Regions from separate parts of the Mus musculus genome. Here all the other regions are linked to region 3. The links are chromatin contacts, called in public Hi-C and promoter capture Hi-C maps. All regions are on one chromosome and are shown on one strand. Each heading gives the region's core, a stretch centred on a gene start, on an enhancer-like site or on the middle of the called end of the contact. The rest is flanking DNA. Distances are from core to core; before and after follow the strand shown. Region 1 holds the start of Cars (cysteinyl-tRNA synthetase). Region 2 holds the start of Mrgprg (MAS-related GPR, member G). Region 3 holds the start of Chid1 (chitinase domain containing 1).

The links. Promoter capture Hi-C pulls out the DNA fragments that hold promoters and counts their contacts. A called contact is a pair of places that touch in the nucleus more often than the background predicts.
Region 1: a Hi-C map of B cells shows a contact between it and region 3, with 8 read pairs. The contact joins the promoter of Cars here to the promoter of Chid1 in region 3. A contact is called at or near these places in 1 of 39 promoter capture datasets (erythroid cells) and 1 of 484 Hi-C or Micro-C datasets (B cells).
Region 2: a contact with region 3 is called in a promoter capture Hi-C map of pre-B cells, with 2.6 times the contacts expected there. The contact joins the promoter of Mrgprg here to the promoter of Chid1 in region 3. A contact is called at or near these places in 2 of 39 promoter capture datasets (liver and pre-B cells).

What each region holds. Positions count from the first base shown.
Region 1 is chr7:143,598,425-143,601,854 of GRCm38.p6, forward strand. Cars (cysteinyl-tRNA synthetase) reads right to left here and starts at 1,666. Exons shown (of 23, transcript NM_013742.5): 1 at 1,558-1,666. The coding sequence starts at 1,582. Gm15579 (a long non-coding RNA gene) reads left to right here and starts at 1,680. Exons shown (of 2, transcript XR_870064.3): 1 at 1,680-1,789; 2 at 2,199-2,434.
Region 2 is chr7:143,765,346-143,768,717 of GRCm38.p6, forward strand. Mrgprg (MAS-related GPR, member G) reads right to left here and starts at 1,648. Exons shown (of 2, transcript NM_203492.2): 1 at 1,526-1,648; 2 at 1-62. The coding sequence starts at 28.
Region 3 is chr7:141,537,348-141,541,084 of GRCm38.p6, forward strand. It overlaps Chid1 (chitinase domain containing 1), which reads right to left and starts at 2,481. Exons shown (of 13, transcript NM_001142681.2): 1 at 2,426-2,481.

The DNA.
Region 1 (3,430 bases), core at 416-2,915, 2.1 Mb after region 3:
CTGGCCATGCTTCTGTGTTATAGTAGTCTAGGTGGACTTACAAAAGCTGCTGTGGGTGAAGCAGATAGAAACTAGGCATGCCAGTTGAGTGGAATGCTAGAATACAAAGGTAGGTACCACTGTCACTAGGCACATGCTAAGCAGTCTTGTCATCTGGGTACTCAGGTGATCAGAATCCAGCAAGGCCACAGTAACCACAGAGCACCACAGGATGCCTGAGAGATCTTGGAGACAGGTAACTGAGAAGTCAGAGCTCACATCTAATTTCTGGCTTCATCACAGAGACTAAAACCTACACTAAGCATTCTGCCTTTGAAGGCTTGCTTCTCACCTTCCAGGATATGGGCCAAGGCCTTTGCTCTTTCTAGAACCCACTTGCTAAAAAGATGAGAAAAGACACTGCTCTTCAGCGATCTGCCAAGGCCCAGGTCTACCCTGGGGTGACGTAAGTGACTGCTTTCTGAGGGAATCTCCCAATTGGCAATAAAGTAGATTGCCAATGATGCTCTGACAGTGATGCTCTGACTGGACAGGTCTCTGTGGTGACTGCTGACCACACTGGAGATTAAAGCCTTCATAAATCCCCAAGCTCTTTCATGTATGCGTACACGGAGTCCCTGCTTCCTCTGCCCTACTTCCCTAAGTACCAACCTCATGTGCCCTTCCGCCCACCTGCTTGGGCAGAAGACCAAAACAATCTTTGGGCCTTTGCCTTACCCCCAAAGTCCAGCCAGGGCAGGAGGGGGAGTGGTGAGGTCTCATCCAGGTACCAACTAGAGTCAGGCTATTTGAAACAGGACCATCTCTCCTATTGCTGAGTATCCAAGGAAACTTTAGCCTTAACCCAATCAAAAAATTGAAGCTGAGGAAGGGAGGCACTTACAAGACAGGAGTCAGGTCCCACCAAGGAGTACTCTAGCTTCAGGGAGTCATGGCAGCCACCCCCAGGTCCTGGCCTGCCACTGTCCATTGAGACGCTGGCCATCCCCAGAGCTTTGGTTTTGCACTGCCCACTTGGGCCACGGCTGTCCCCACAGGCTTACCGGAGAACGTTTTATCCCAGAGCCCTGGACTGGATACTACTCACCTGAGGATCCATCTCTGCCCACTCCAGTCACTGCCTAATCCAGATCTCTAGCTTGTCACTGCCCACCTGGGCATGCACTGTTCCTAGAGCCCTGACCTAGCCACTGCCCAACCCAATAGCCTCCACTCTAGAGCCCTGGCTGGTCACTTCCCGCCCAGGGATCCTCTGCCGAACAGCCTTTGCCTGCCACTGCCCATTTAAGCCTTTACTATCTTCGGATCACTGGTCTGGGCACTGCCCACTTAGTCCATGGTTGTCCCCACAGACCCGACCTGAGCACTGAGTCCCTGGGTCTTGCTGCCCCCAACCCCTGGCTCGCTTGGCATTACCCACTCGTTCCACCGCTGTCGCCACAGCACTGGCCTGGGCACTGCCTCCTTGGACCATGCTGCCCACACAGCCCCAGCCCGGTACTGCCTACTCGGGCCATGCTTGTACCCAGAGCTCCACAGTCATCCCGCAAACCTCACCCTGCTCCGCGGAGGAACCTGCCATCACTGGGAATCAAGACCCGCGGCCGCCGCCACAGACGCCTTCCAGAATCTGATGCAACCGCGGCGCCGGAAGTCCCGCCCCACCAGTCGTCTTCCGGGCATGTCCAGTAGCTAGGCAACTGCAAACTGACGCCGACGTGGGGCATGATGGGAGAATACTATGGTTTACGCTGGCGCGGAACTTAATAGACACCAAAGGGCTAAGACAGTGAGAAGCGCAAACCCGGGCTGCTGAAGAGGGCTGGGAGGGGCGGGACGAAATGGGGGAGTGGGAGGGGCGAGGAGCTGGGTAGAGGGGCGGGGCAAAACGAGTAGAGATTAAAGAGATGCAAGGGAAAGGGTGGGGCAAGGGACTCAGCGACTGGAGGAGAGGGGCGAGGAAGACGCCTTTTTCTGAGACACTCTCCAAAAGGCCACACAAGCCTGGAAACAGGTGGTTCCTGTTACACTCTCTCCTGAATCCTTTTATTTCCTGTGTGTTCCTTAATTCCTGATGTCGCCTCCCAAGACACACCATCAGAGGGAGGTTTATGAGAAGAAATGGAAAGTATTATTTTAGAAACATAGCCAGGTATATAGCGAGACCCTGTCTCACAATTTTTTTTTTTTTTTAAAAGCTCCGTTTTGAGGTTGGAAGATGGTTCGGTGGTCAAGAGCACGGCTGCTCTTCTGGAGGACACCGGTTTGATTTCTAGCACTCACAACTGCTCACAACCGGTTGTAACTTCAGTTCCATGGGATCCTAACCCTCTTTTGATCCTTGTGGGCTTTGCATGCCTGTGGTGAAAAAGACATGTGTTGTGTGTGTGTGCAGGGAAATAAATAAATACAATTATATATTCTGGTATATATATATTCTGGCAACCATGGTCTTAATTCCTGGAAACTCAGGAGGGAGAAGCAGGCAGTTCTCAGTGAGTTCCAAGTCAGCCATGGCTCCATAAGAGACTCTGTCTCAACATAAATAAATAATTAATTAAAAAATAATTGATACTTGGTAATATGTATTGTTTGGTTATGTACCCTTGGGACAAGGGACTGAGGTGCAAATTTTATATTTCAAAGCAAACCTGGCCTCCAGGTTCTCTCAGCATCCCTCAGTCCCTACCTGGCATACCCTTGCTGTAACCCTGAACTTTCCAGCCCAGGGGCTGGACTGCCCTTCCCCCAGAGGCTCTTCCCTATATAAACCAGATGTTTTGGTCTTCCTCATCGCTCCTCCTGTCTTCTCTATGTTCACACCCTTTCTCTTTCTCTCTCCTCCCCCACCATGGTGACTTCCTTGGCCTCAGTCCTTGGGGCCAGTGAACTTTCGCCTGAGAGCAGCTTCCTAATAAACCTGCCTATATGTACTCTAATCAGGCTTGAATTGGTTCATTTCATGGGCAGCAGAGAAATAATGTATCACATAGGTCTTAGTTAGGGTCTTACTGCTGTGAAGAGACACCATGACCAAGGCAACTCTTATAAGGACAACATTTAATTGGGGTTGGTTTACAGGTTCAGTGGTTCAGTACATTATCATCAAGGCAGGAGGTGAGAGTTAGACCTCTTCAGCTGAAGGCCGCTAGAAGACTGGCTTCCAGGCAGCTAGAATGAGGGTGTTAAAGCCCAAACCCACGGTGACACACCTATTCTAACAAGGCACTCCTAATAGTGCAACTCCCTGGGCCAAGCATATACAAACCCATTATATACATACATAAAGTATTAAACATATTAAAGTGATCAGAGCATATATTGCTAACTTCACAACTTTCTCAAAAATACTGTATTTTTGCTGCCAGTACTTTCTTTTTAAAGTTTTTGAGATAATTTTTATTTTACATGTAGAAATGTTTTGCCGGCA
Region 2 (3,372 bases), core at 398-2,897, 2.2 Mb after region 3:
TGCCCCAGATGTTGAATATGGAGAACATCCTGGCTGGCTTCCGTGGGTGCTCTGGGAGGCCCCTGCAAAGGGTGACAGTGTTCACTACGAAGCTGCTGTGCCCCGAGTGTGGAAAGCAAGAGCCTGCAGCTTCCAGAGTCCGAGTTGTCTCAAGCCCCTTCCTGGCTGCATGTGATACCAGGTTACCCCCTCACAGCTGCTTTGCTTGGAAGCAGCTCTCTCTGCCCTCATCCTGGTTAGACAACCCATCCTGAATGAGGTGTCCCCATGCAGAGGCCCACCACATTCAGACAAAGGGGCCACAGGTGGAGAGACTCCCCTTTCTTTTTAACTGTAGTACCAATGTGAGAATGCTTTCTCTAAGGCTCTGATCACACCCACCCCAGGGTCTCTGATAGTGCCTGCTCTGACCCAGGACACTCCATTCTGTGCTAGGTGAGGCTTCAGGGGACTTTCCCCACACTGTCCTTTTAGAGCGCGACATTAAAGCCCAGGGTCCTGAGGAACTGTGGCTAACTCTGAAGCTTCATGTCAGAGTCTGGGACTTTGATGATGGGTCTCAGGGCCCCAAATCTTCTTAGGGAGCAAGCAGGAGAGTTTCTGGTACCCTCATGGAGGCGAGTGTTTCAGAGCAGTACCTTTTTCCACAGAGCCCATGATGGACCTTGTCCAAGATCCAGGGTATGAGGACCCAGGCTCTGGGGACAGGGACTGCCAGGGAGGAACAGCAATAGGAAAAGATAGACCAGGGCTGGGGGGTAATGGAGTGGAGAAGAGAGATGGACAGACAGACACAGAGAGAAATAGAGAATAGAGGTAGAGATAAAGAGGAAGGGACAGACATGGGAAAACATAGTCAAAGATGGAAAGAGATGTATATTGTGTACTTTACGTATGACCCTCATTCCTGGTCTGGGCTGTGTCCCCTACCCAGAACCCTAGCTATCTCTGTACTCACTGAGACCCAGCCTCCATCAGACCCTGCTTCCTCTCACAGGGCCAAACCTTCTGCAGTGTCCTGATGAGTATCACCCACCATCTCATCACCAAGCATCCTTCCTAGCACCTGTGGGAGATGGTGATTCAACCTACCAGTTCAGCTGTCAAGGTCAGAGTACAGGTCCTCAGGACCTTGAAATTAAGGACTGAACCTTCACGCATCAGAGTGGTGACAGAGGCAAGACTCTTCCCCTCTGTGAGCCCCCAAGGGTGTAAATCCAGACATCTACTCCTGTGTGGATTCTGGCTGGTGGAGCCAAGGCTAGATCTGAAAGGGGATGCGGTAGGTGGGGTGGGGCATCTTCCTCATCCTTGTTCTCCAATGGACCTGGAGCAATGAGTTTCAAGCCTGAGCCTCAGCTTCCAAGGCTCCCTTAACTGCCTTCCCCATAAGGTCCCTTTTAGAGGACATCCTCAGAGCCACCAGCACCCCCCTGAGAGCCAGGCAGGCAAGTGATGTAGAGGGTAAGAGAAGGGGTGCTTCTTGCTTAGGGAAGCAGGTAGAGGGGCATATTAACCTTCTCACCTGATGACCGCCTGCTGACAGTGGCTGTCTCCAGCTCGCTCAGCCCACACTTGTTGTCTTGATCTCCTCCTGGCCCCTAAATCCCCTTCTGTCCTCTGAGGCTGGCTCCTGCCAGTTCCCTAGAAGTGGGGTGGGTGTGTCACCTTTTCACGGAAATCAAAGGAATGAGCTCAAACAGAGCTGTCAGTGTGGGAGGCTCCTCCTTTTCATCTGGGAGATGAAAACAGAGAGCCTTGCACGCCGCCCATTCTGGAATGGTCCCTGGCCTTAGGTGCTCGGGACCAAAGGAAGAGATGACATCTGTAAAGATGGATCAGTCAGTAAAGTTCTCGCTATGCAGGTATGAGAATTTGAGTTTGGATCCCCTGCACCTTTAATAAAAGTTGGGCATCATGGTGCATGCTTGTGACCCCAGTACTGAGAGATGGAGACCAGAGGACTCATGGGACTTGATATTCAGCTGGCTATGCCAATCACTACATTTGCTGCAAAGTCTTATCTTTAAAAAATAAGGTATTGGGCCAGTGAGAGGGCTCAGTGGGTAAAGGTTCTTGCCACACCCAAGCCTGACAACCTAAGTTCAATTCCAGGGATCCCCATAAAAGAAGAAAATTGATTCCTAAAAGTTTCCCTCTGATCTGGACACATGTGGTGGCACATTTGTGCACACACACAGATAAACTTAAAAACATATTTAAGCCAGAGGTTGTGGCCCACACCTTTAATCCCAGCACTTGGGAGGCAGAGGCAGACAGATTTCTGCAAGTCTGCACAGAGTTTCCAGGTCAACCAGGATGGTATTGTGAGATGTTGTCTCAAAACAACAACAGCATGGACTTTAAAATGTTTTTTAATGTGTAGGGTAATTAAGAAGACACACACTCAGTGCTGATCTTTAGGCAGCACATACACCTGCACAGATGTGCATGCACCTACACACATGTGCACATAAACTCACACAGCAGTTGGAAGGGAATAGGGAGAGTCCAATAGAGCTAGGACTGCACAGTGAGATATTCTGGAGACTCACTGGCAGAGGAAGGTCCTGGGGAGCTGGGCACCCAGACGTTGGGTGGATAAAGACCAAAGCATGCTCTCATGCCTGAAGGTCTCTGGTTTATCTTCAGATTCCATCAAAAGCCAGGCGCACCCTCCAAGTCATCCAGTACGCATGTGCTTTCAAGGCTCTGTGTTATGGTTAGCTAAGTAAATATGCAGGAAAACCCATCTTATGGTGACTCAGACAGCTGTGGCTCAAGATGGCTGCCATCATGTCAAGCCAGATCCATACTCTGTCCTCTGTGGGATGCACCCTTACAACACACACAAGCACTGTGCAGCCCCAAATCTCCCCAACTTTTCATTGTTCTGGTAGGCCTTTGTTGTTGTTCTTCTTCAGGGCTTTGCCCTCAAGGATTAATATAATTGTCATAGTGTGCCGGTACTGTGAGGTGATCTAGAGGAGTCCACAGCAGCTGGAGAGTCTGTGCACCACCGAAGCAGGCAGCAGGGAGACAACCAAGCACTTGGCACCTCTCCTGTGACAGTGTAGGATTGGACAGGACTTTGATATTGGTTTTCGAATGTGACACAGAATTGACGTTCTGATCTGATAAGATATGGCCTGTGGTCTGTCTCTAACAGCTGCTGTGTGAATATGACCAAAAGTACATGTGTGATTTAACACCTCAAGCCCTGGGCTAGACAGATGGCTCAGGAGCCGAAGGTCTCCCTGCTCTTCTGGAAGACCTGAGTTTAGCTCCTAGCACTGAGGTTTCGTGATTGAACCAACTAAAGGGAGAACAGACTCGTCCTGGGTGTCAGAATGGGGACAACCTTCCCCTGTC
Region 3 (3,737 bases), core at 1,231-3,730:
CAAAAAACAAAAAACAAAAAACAAAAACAACAACAACAACAAAAAAAAAAAAACAAGAATTAACTGTGGGGGCCAAAGGGATGGTCATCGGTTAAGAGCACTGGCTACTTTTCCAGAGGATCTGGGTTTAACTCCTAGCACTTACATGGCAGCTCACCACCCTCTTCTGGCTTCTGTGAGCACATAAATACATTCAGGCAAAAACCACATACATATAAAAATAAGTTGGTGAAAACATTAAATGGGGACGAGGGACTCTGGAGAGATCGCTCAGTGATTAAGAGTGATTATTCTTCCAGAGGACTGGAGTTCAAGGTCATTTATGTGTGTAACATACTGTCTACAACTCCAGTTCCAGGAGATGACACCTTCACATAGACATACTTTTGAGCAAAACACCAGTGAACATAAAATAAAAAACAATTTTTTAAAAATTAAAAGAACAAGTTTTAAATGGGGCATAGTGGATCACATTTGTGATCCCAGCACTTGGAAGGTAGAAGTAGGTAAATTAAGAGTTCAAGGTCATTTCTCAGTTATGTAGTTGTACATTTCTAGCGATGTAGTTGAGTTCAAGGCCATGCTGGGCTACAGGAGACCCTATCTCAAAACAACAATAACAACAGAGATGGTCTTTGGCTCTCACACTAAGCTCCTGCTTTGGTATTGCAGGATTTGTGGGATGCCGATTGATGTATCCTGAGCACCTTTTACTATTGCTGCCTAATATCGGTTTTGTAGGAGCAGGGAATTAGAACTCATGGCTTTCCATATACTAAGAAAATACTGGGCCATACTTTCAGCCTTCAGTTCTAATAGATTCACTGCTCTTACAGCAAGTATGATGGTCAGCCTACATTTTCATTTTTGAGAACACATTTTGGAGTGAACTGTTCATATGAGGAGGTGGGTGAGTGTATGGTTGGAAATGAAGGTGACGTAAGAAGCAGGATGATCACAACCCCAGGTGACATTTATTGACCATATGTTGCATGCCAAACCTGGTGAATTATCCACAAGTTCTCTCCACAGACCAGGACTCAGGCAGGCATAAATGTTATTCCCATTTACAGATAAGGAAACCAACACAGGGGGCAGCCCACCAAGCCATGGGGCACGTGGCTACCATCCCATCCCAACTATACAATGCAATGCAAACAGGACTGTGATAAGATGGCTCAAGTTATAGTTCTGTCACCAGCACACTGTCTCTGGGCCTCCCTGGGCTCCAGTCTAGAGATCTGTGGAAAGTTCTTTGGAAATTTTCCATCACAGAGTGTTCAAGATTTGAGGCTGCGCTGAGGGTAAGGCCTCATGTACCTAGCAAACTTGAAGGAACCCATACAACTTGCTGTATACCCTCCTACCTGAGGCTGGGCCCTCCACATAGAGCTCATTCTCTATGCCCGACAGCCACTCTGGCCTTGCTAACTCGTTTGCACACTCATGTCATCGTTCGTTCATTTGTGGCTCCACAAGCTATGCACACTAACTCACATATCTGAAATCTCTGACTTCGTTATCTTACATCCTGGTTCATGTTTATACTCCTTTATACACCACTCACCCATGTTTCTTCATATCCAGCTACACTGGCACATACATAAACTTAACACATTCACTACTGTGCTGTTCACACGTGCTTCCTGCGGCTTCTTTTGCCCCACCCCCAAACTCTTTTTTGGAGACAGGGTCTTGCTATGTGGCCCTGGCTGACCTGAAACTCACTCTATAGACCAGGGTGGCCTCGGACTCACAGAGATCCATCTGCCAGCCTTTGCCTCCCGGGTGCTAGGATTAAAGCCATCGCTACGGGCTCTCTTGATTTTATGCAACGGCCTGTGCTCGCTCATATTCTCAGATTACTGTTGGCTCGAAAGCTTCCTCACAGTCACACACTTGGCGCTCACACTTCTACTAAAGAACAATGTCACACTCTCTCCCATACCTGCTCTCACCCTAACACTCTCTCACCCTTGCTCATACTCATCCCCACTCGCTTTCTCACCCCTAATAAAGTCCATGTTCTCACATCTCCCCTCACCCATTCGGGCCCTCACACCCGCTCGCTCTCTCACATACGCCCTTACTCTCAGGCTGACACACCTGCTTTCTGACACCTACTCACCCTCACATCTGTTTCTTCCACCAGCTCACCCTCACATCTGCTTATTCCGCACGAGCTCCCACTCACCCTCACATCTGTTTCTTCTCACACTGACACGATCGCTCTCCCCCTCAAACCCTCTCATCCTCACTCACTTCCTCGCCCTCACATTCATAGCTCCCATATTGCTCTCATCCGTGCCCTCTCCTTCCCGCTCACACTCTGCCCGTTCTGTCCGGGGAGAGCCTCGCTGCCCGACGTTCCCGCATTGTGACGCGGAAGATGAAGCAGTCCCATTGCCGCCACAGCCGGGCTCACCTTCATGTCAGGAGACCGGCCAGACCCATCAAGCACGGCCGGAAGACGATTTAATCAACCGGAAGTCCCGCCCACTGGCCTCCACAAGCTCCCGCTGCGCCACGCCAGCTTCCTAGATGCCTTGCGCACGGCACGCTGGGATGGGGCGGGACCGAGATGGCTGGAGGGCGGAGTTAGAGGTGGAGCCTCGTAGCGACCGGCGAGCTGGAGAAGGGCTGAGAGTGGATCGGGACCGTCAGTTGGATGAAGACAGAGCTGAGTGTGCGGAACGTGTACTTCGTAGCCGTAGGTGCTGTTTCCGCTCCTGCAGCCAGTCCCTCTATTGATCAAGGGCCTGTCGTACAGCAGAATAGTGGGGTCAGATCCCGAAATCCTCCCAGAGAAGTTGGTGGTGATGTTGAACATCCCCTCTCCGGGATTGATGGCTGGCTGCCTCAGCACTGTGCTGAAGTCTACATTACGTCCACTTATGTGACCACCAAGGCCTTTAGGGTCTTGGGAACCCATCCCTGTCAAGTATGGGGGACGTGGGTCACTATGCGCATAGTCAGTTCCGTAGTCTCCCAGATGTGTCAGGACAGACTGTGCGCCAAGTCTTTGAACCTCCACATTATCCCAGTTGCCACATTTCTGTCACTATCTATAGGTTTGCAGTGCCCACTACACTGTCTCCAGTAGAGACACTGCTCCAGGCAATATAACATCCTTCTCCAGATGGCCTAGCACAGCGAACATTCTATCTGCCTAAATCCCAGAGCTGTCTTGGTCCTCGTTTTTGGTCTTGCAAATTGTAGGAGCTAGAACCCACAGAGGCAGACACCACGCTCCCCACCCCCATCTCAGCTTTAGCAAGAGGAGCCCAGACACTTCTTCGAGTGGGTTGAAAGCACACGTGACCAGCATTTTTATTTTTCATCAAGCTGACTAGTCCCCACCCCCATCCCTTGCTGTTCCCAGCAGTTTCCTGCAGAAACCACATTTGGCCTGTCCACACCCAGTTAAACCCTCTGGCCCACTCCACTATGGTCTGTTCCAGGATTTGCAGTGCGGCTGTTTCCCCATTCCTGCTGCTGCAGAGGTTTCTCACTGAGCTGAGCTTCGTGTTCTTCCTTCCGAATCACGTTTCCTCCTTTCTCTTCCCCATATTTTCTGCCAGCTGTCCCCCAAGCCTTTCTACAGGGGCGGGGCTGGGTGTGTATGCTAAGGCATGCTGTGCATCACCATCTGCTTTCCTGGCATCCAGCTCAGCACCCTACTAGGAACAAATGCCCAGAACAGTGATTCCAAGTGGGCAGAACTCTGGAGAGGTGGA